2 separate regions of the Rattus norvegicus genome follow, and region 1 is linked to region 2. The links are chromatin contacts, called in public Hi-C maps. All regions are on one chromosome and are shown on one strand. The core of a region is the stretch at or near the end of the contact, and the rest is flanking DNA. Distances in the headings are between cores, read along the strand shown. Region 1 overlaps LOC134482393 (a long non-coding RNA gene). Region 2 overlaps LOC134482392 (a long non-coding RNA gene).

What was found. Hi-C and Micro-C count contacts between places; a contact is called where the count stands out from the background.
Region 1: a Hi-C map of the A7r5 cell line shows a contact between it and region 2, with 4 times the contacts expected there. The contact joins two enhancer-like sites. A contact is called at or near these places in 9 of 12 Hi-C or Micro-C datasets (the A7r5 cell line, the Rat2 cell line, Schwann cells and 6 more) and 1 of 1 datasets of contacts at active chromatin or transcription factors (oligodendrocytes).

What each region holds. Positions count from the first base shown.
Region 1 is chr16:63,348,250-63,351,146 of GRCr8, forward strand. It overlaps LOC134482393 (a long non-coding RNA gene), which reads right to left. Exons shown (of 2, transcript XR_010058425.1): 2 at 1,323-1,953. Among named protein-coding and RNA genes, the nearest start is that of Mfhas1, 13 kb to the left of the region's middle. Within about 2 kb of position 1,637, at least 15 of the 93 cell types and tissues checked have an H3K27ac peak or open chromatin away from gene starts, as enhancers often do. A contact at or near this core is called in the A7r5 cell line, where this site is marked.
Region 2 is chr16:63,220,636-63,223,640 of GRCr8, forward strand. It overlaps LOC134482392 (a long non-coding RNA gene), which reads left to right. Exons shown (of 2, transcript XR_010058422.1): 2 at 703-1,789. Among named protein-coding and RNA genes, the nearest start is that of Lrpl1, 47 kb to the left of the region's middle. Within about 2 kb of position 1,521, at least 8 of the 93 cell types and tissues checked have an H3K27ac peak or open chromatin away from gene starts, as enhancers often do. A contact at or near this core is called in the A7r5 cell line, where this site is marked.

The sequences.
Region 1 (2,897 bases), core at 387-2,886, 130 kb after region 2:
CACACACATAAACACACACACATAAACACACACACACGTACACACATGCACACACACACACACACACACTCACACAGAGGTGGAGGTGATTTCAAATTTCTCTGAGAAGACTGGAATTTTAGATACAGTGGCTAGCAGATACCTCAGTTTGATTACTTGGCTGGAACAACAGATACTCGTCAGGTACTAAAGAACAATTTGACATAGCCCTTCTTCCCTTGTTCTTGCAGTGTCTTATTGGTTCTTGAATGCTATTATATCATATAATTTACATTTTAAAACTACACTTGGAATCTTTAAATTTTTGTGTTGAGGATTCGGGCTTTATCCTAACATGAAATACGAATTTATTTGTTCTTTTTATGACTTTGGCAAACATTTGGATGTAAAAGCAGATAAGGAAAGTCAGGTTTTCTGTGCATCTAGACAGTATATTGAAGCTACCTGCAGCCTACAAGAATGACATCAGCACAGAGGGAAGCCACTCTACCAAGAAAGAAAATCAGGGCTGGTTATAGAGGCCATGCCTATAATCTCAGCACACTGCAAACAGGGCATGGCAATCACAGCAAGTTCCAGGTCAGTGAGAGCTAAAACAGGGACAGGAAGGAAGGACAGGCAGGCAGTTCATGGGGGTGGGGGTGGGGAGAAACGCAGATAAAGAACAGATAGAAAAGCAGTCAAAAATAGCATACAAAGAAATCATATTTCTCGTGTTTTCAATGTTTTTGCTTTTAGTCTTATATCCTAACTACATTCTATATTCTAAAATATTACAATAAACTGGGTCACAGAGGTGGCTCAGAGGGTAGAGGTGCCTTCTGTTGGGCCTGATAATGTGGGTTCAATACCAGAGACCCACATTGCTGAAAGAGAGTAGACACCCACAAGTTGTCTTCTGACCTATACAATGTCATTCTAGTGCCACTACCACCACCCATTACACACACACACACACACACACACACACAGACTCACACACACATACACAAACACACACACACAAACATACACACACACATACACACACACAGACACACACACAAACATACACACACACACTCTCACACACATACACACACACAAACTCTCACACACACAAACACACACACAAACTCACACACACATAAACACACACACATACACACACACAAAGACACACACAAACTCTCACACATACACACACAAACTCACACAAACTCACTCACACAAACTCACTCACACACACACACAAACATACACACATAAACACACACACAAACACACATACACATGTGTGTGAATATACACAAATGGAGGTAATAAAAATTACAACAAACCCCTCATTTTTAGACTACTTTTAAGTTGGGCTCTGTTCTCTAAGGCTCTAAGTTTCTTAGCCTCTGTTCTCTGAGGCTCAAAGGTCCTAGCAAATTTTGTCTGAAGGGGAGTGCAGGCTGTAGCCCATCAAATCAAATGGTTCTGCCAAAGCAGACTCAATGAGAAATGGGTCCTCTCCCAACCACACACAGTGTGCTAGAGTGCAGTCAGTTCTTACAGTCTTGGAACGAAGCGAAGTTAGGAGCAAAGACAGACTCCAGGCCAAGGTTGGCTCACCGGAAGTAGTCGGAAGAGAGCAGACGGAGGATGTGTCTGTGACTAAGAAGTTTGTCTGATCAGGAGCAGCAGTGTGAGGTTATTCCAGTTCAGTCTAGCCTCAGCCGAAGGGACACCGCTCAGGCATAGTATCCACCAGATCCGGCATCGTGATCCTTAAAATCTTAAAGTATGAGGCGCTGAAGAAAATGGTAAAATTCTGGCAACTAGAGTGGGAGTGTTTGAGAGAAACCAGATGCCTTCCAGCGCCCCAAGGCCTGCCTGTGGCTACTCCATTCCATTCATTCCTCAAGCCTGCTTGAGATGGAGGCTCTTGTGATGCATGACAGCTTGTGATACACACGAGGAAAATTTATACTGAAAATATAAGAAGAATTTATATTCAAAATATTTAATGACTATGAACCAAGTTTCAGAAGATAAATACTATAGCAGAAAAACCAGTATTACATTAGAAGAAAAGCAAATAAGTGATAAATATAAGGGAGAAGAGTTTAAAGCATCATACTTTGACTAATTACTTCCTTGCGTAATCTTAAAACAGATCGCTTTAGTTTGCTCTTTAGTTTCTTTGTAACATTAAGTCTGACAGGGAGTGTAAAGCATGTTTTGTTTCAAACACAGTGAGATGTTCAACTCTGTAGAGTTTGTGTAAACTCAGCGTTTGGTTGGTCTTTTGAGCCGTCCCTTGACGGCTCAGCAGCCATTTGTCGTGTGTGAACTAATCAAAGTGATGCAGATTCCAACAGAGCGCTCCCTGTCACTAGAGAAAGTGTCCTGAGACTTTAACTTGAACTTGCTATACAGCTGAGGTTTCCCTCTAGCTCTCCCTGTCAGATTGTCTGAAGGAAAGAGGCTTATTAAGCTCACAGTTCTGAGGGTCTAAGGGCACATAGCACTGAAATTGGCTTGGCTCTCCTGAGGACCCCACGGTGACTGGAATCACAGTGGCAGGAGAGCTTGCAGGATGAAGAGGTCACATACGTCAGATGGGAAGTCAGAGCAGCCAGGCAGTAGCAAGTTTTGGTCTTTCCTGTCTTCTGTCTTCCTTCCTTCCTTCCTTCCTTCCTTCCTTTTTTCTTTCTCTCTCTCTCTCTTTCTTTCTTTCTTTTCTCTTATACTAGAGGCTGAACTCAGGGTCTTACACACATACATATTTGTCAAGGTCTCTGTCACTAAGCTATATTCCTACTAGTGTGTGTGTGTGTGTGTGTGTTGTTGTTGTTGTTGTTGTTGTTGTTGTTGTTGTTATATCAATATGCTTACCCTTTGACAGAGCTGGGGACTTTGTTCAGCTAGTA
Region 2 (3,005 bases), core at 271-2,770:
CTCCTCCTCTTCCTGCTCCTTCCCCTCCTCCTCTCCCTCCTCCTCCCCCTCCCCCTTGCCCTTCCTTATTAGGTTTTTGGGGTTCACTTTTTCTTCTAATGGTTTTATTTCCTTATCTTGGGTTACTTTTCTCTCCCTTTTAATGATCCACAGGCGTTGATCTCATGAAACACAGCTTTGCAGAACTGGCTTCTGTAGTCATATCTCGTATTTAAAATGTCCATGTCCTCGTCACCACTGTGTTAGAAAACCAACATTTCGGCATCCATAACAGAAAGCTACCCAAGCTTGGCCCAGACACGTCACAAAGCTGGATGGACAGCTTCACGGGAACCCGGCCCTCTGCCTCCTTTGCCTGAAGGGCTGTTCTTTTATTTCTCAATAGATGCAGTCACACTTCCTATCATGATACTGGCACCTAAGCTCTTCCCCCATGCTGGTTTCTGCTGTCCTTCCTCTTTGCCACTGTTTCAAGACACCCCCCCCCCCAGCCACACACACTCCAGGTTCTGCAGCTCTTATTCCTCTCCTCAGCTTTCCTATTCTTTCCTTCTGACCAGATTCTACAAACGCTTTGAGCTCAGCCAAGGCCCTTCACAACGCCTTGCCAACTCTTCTGCTTACAACAAGCCGCTCTCGTCAGCGGTACCCATAGAACGCTGCTTTATCTGATGCTTCCAAATGTGTTCCCTTCTGAGCCAGGGTGGCGCAGTCGATAACAGATCAGAAGAGTTCCTGACCCTCTGAAGGAACCACGCCAAGCCTTTCAAGTGTTCACCAGGACTTTCTTTTCTGTCTACATCACCCAGCCAAGATACCAGCCCGCCCCTGAGCTCAGAAGATGTCTGTGGTATGAATGGATTCCAAGCAGATGACACAAAAATGAAGAAGATGGGAGAACGGTCGGGAGCCACCCTCTAGCAGACGATTACATTTATATGCATTAAAGATGGACTCTGTCTTATGTGTTAGCATAATGGCCTAATCATTTCCATCCAACAGTACAGATAGATGTGTGTTCTCATTGTCTTAAAAATAGGTCCATGATGACCGTGCAGGATTAATGGATGAAATGCAGGATTGGCGATTAAAACTGGGATTGTGGCTATAGTCAGCCTTGGGAACAAGGAACTCTCAAGAAGGAATATTCAAAACCTGACTCCCAAGATCCTGTAAACCAATTAAACAATAGCGAGATGAGCTTCGCTAGGACAAGGGAGACCCTGGCTGACATTTCCAAGCCAAGCCTGGAGATTGCTGTTTGTCCACCCTGAGAAGCTGAGGTGCTGCTCACAGTAGGGGGCAAAGAAAAAACTGCTTATGTGACACTCAAGTGCCCTCTGGCCCCACGTGTGGGAATTTCTTTTAAAGGTCTTAGTATATGGGACGACAGAATGGAAAGAGATCGATTATCTACTGCAAGCCTAATTATAGCTGCAACTGCGAGTGCGAAAGAAAGGGTCACGTGACACGTTCAACACACGAGCTTGGAGCAGGAACAGTTTCCAATGACAGCCACCAGGTGGCAGAACAGAACGCAAACCTCTCCGCAGTAGAGGTCAGCCCTCACTTCCTCTTAGGTGAGCCCTTTCTTTTAAGGGAAGACTCAGTGTTGACGCTATCACTAGAGATCCAGACTCTGCAGTCAGCATTCAGGACTTGAGTTTGTGTCCTGTTGATCCTGAGTCACACTCCGCGGGCCTCTGCAGGTTCTTCATGATCATTCCTTTTTCTGTCAAAAGGATGTAATAGAACCTAGTTTATACGGTTATTTCAAAGACTAAGAGAATTAACGCGCTGAAGTTGCCTTAATTGGTTATATCTGCCGGCTAATCTTTTTGTTTGTTTGGTTTGGTTTTGGTCTTATGAGACAGGGTTTCTCTGTGAAGCCCTGTCTATCCTGGAACTCACTCTGTAGACCAGGCTGGCCTCGAACTCAGAATCCACCTGCCTCTGCCTTCCAAATGCTGGGATTAAAGGTGTGCACTACCATATCTGTCAAGTAAGCCAGGTATTCCTACTACTAAAAGACAGCGGCTGAGACTGATGTCACAATGACACATAGGGCAGAGACGGATGTGAGTCAGTCTGAAGGCTGTCCATTTACGATCTTACTAGATTTTTACATTTGATTTTGCATCATGGTTTACATTTGTTTTCTGGGGATAAATAAAGATGAAACACAGTGTCAGATTATTTGGTACTGACAGAACCATAAACTTCTACTGTCACATGTTTCTTTTTCAATATTTGGAGAGTGGATTTAAAATTCCCAAGGTTCCTGTTTCCTAAAATGTTTTGTAAATATCAGGCATTCTGTCAGGCTTTGTCCAAAGGCGTGCTATTAACACAGAGACAGATCTTAAAGTGCCCGAGGCACAGATGACGCTCAGAAAATGGGTTCCTGTAACTTCCCAGTCTGACTTGTCAAACAAGGGATCAGGAATATTTCTCAGCATAGAATGGTCCAGCCTATGGAAATAAATTCAGGAAATGGTCTCACAGTGGCAGGAAGAAAGGAAAAGGGCAGAAAGTTACTAGTGGGCCTCATGAAACAAGGTGAAAGAAAAAAACGACTTTGAGACTCAAAAAGCCTGACAAATTAGGTATGGATTTTGATTGATGCCAATTCAAAATGCCTGCTGGCGTATCAGAAAAGCACTTTCTAGAAAATTTGGAGAAAGTCAGACTAGGATTGTGGCAAGTATGAAGGGTGAGTTTGCATCCCAGAGCCACATAAACCAGACATGGGGATACGGCCTGTGACCTTAGATCTTAAGAAGTAGAATCAAGAGGATCAGGAATTCAAGGATGTCCTTGGCTACTGTGTGTTTGAGGCCAACCTGGGCTACATAAGAAAGTGGTGAGAGATAGGAGACTGAATTAAGTACTATTCTGTCTTGAGACCAAAGGAAATACCAGCTCCCTCTAATCTCATGTCCCAGGGGCAGCAGGCACTGGAAAGTTGTGCACTTAGTCAGAGACGGCCAACCCATCTCAGCGCC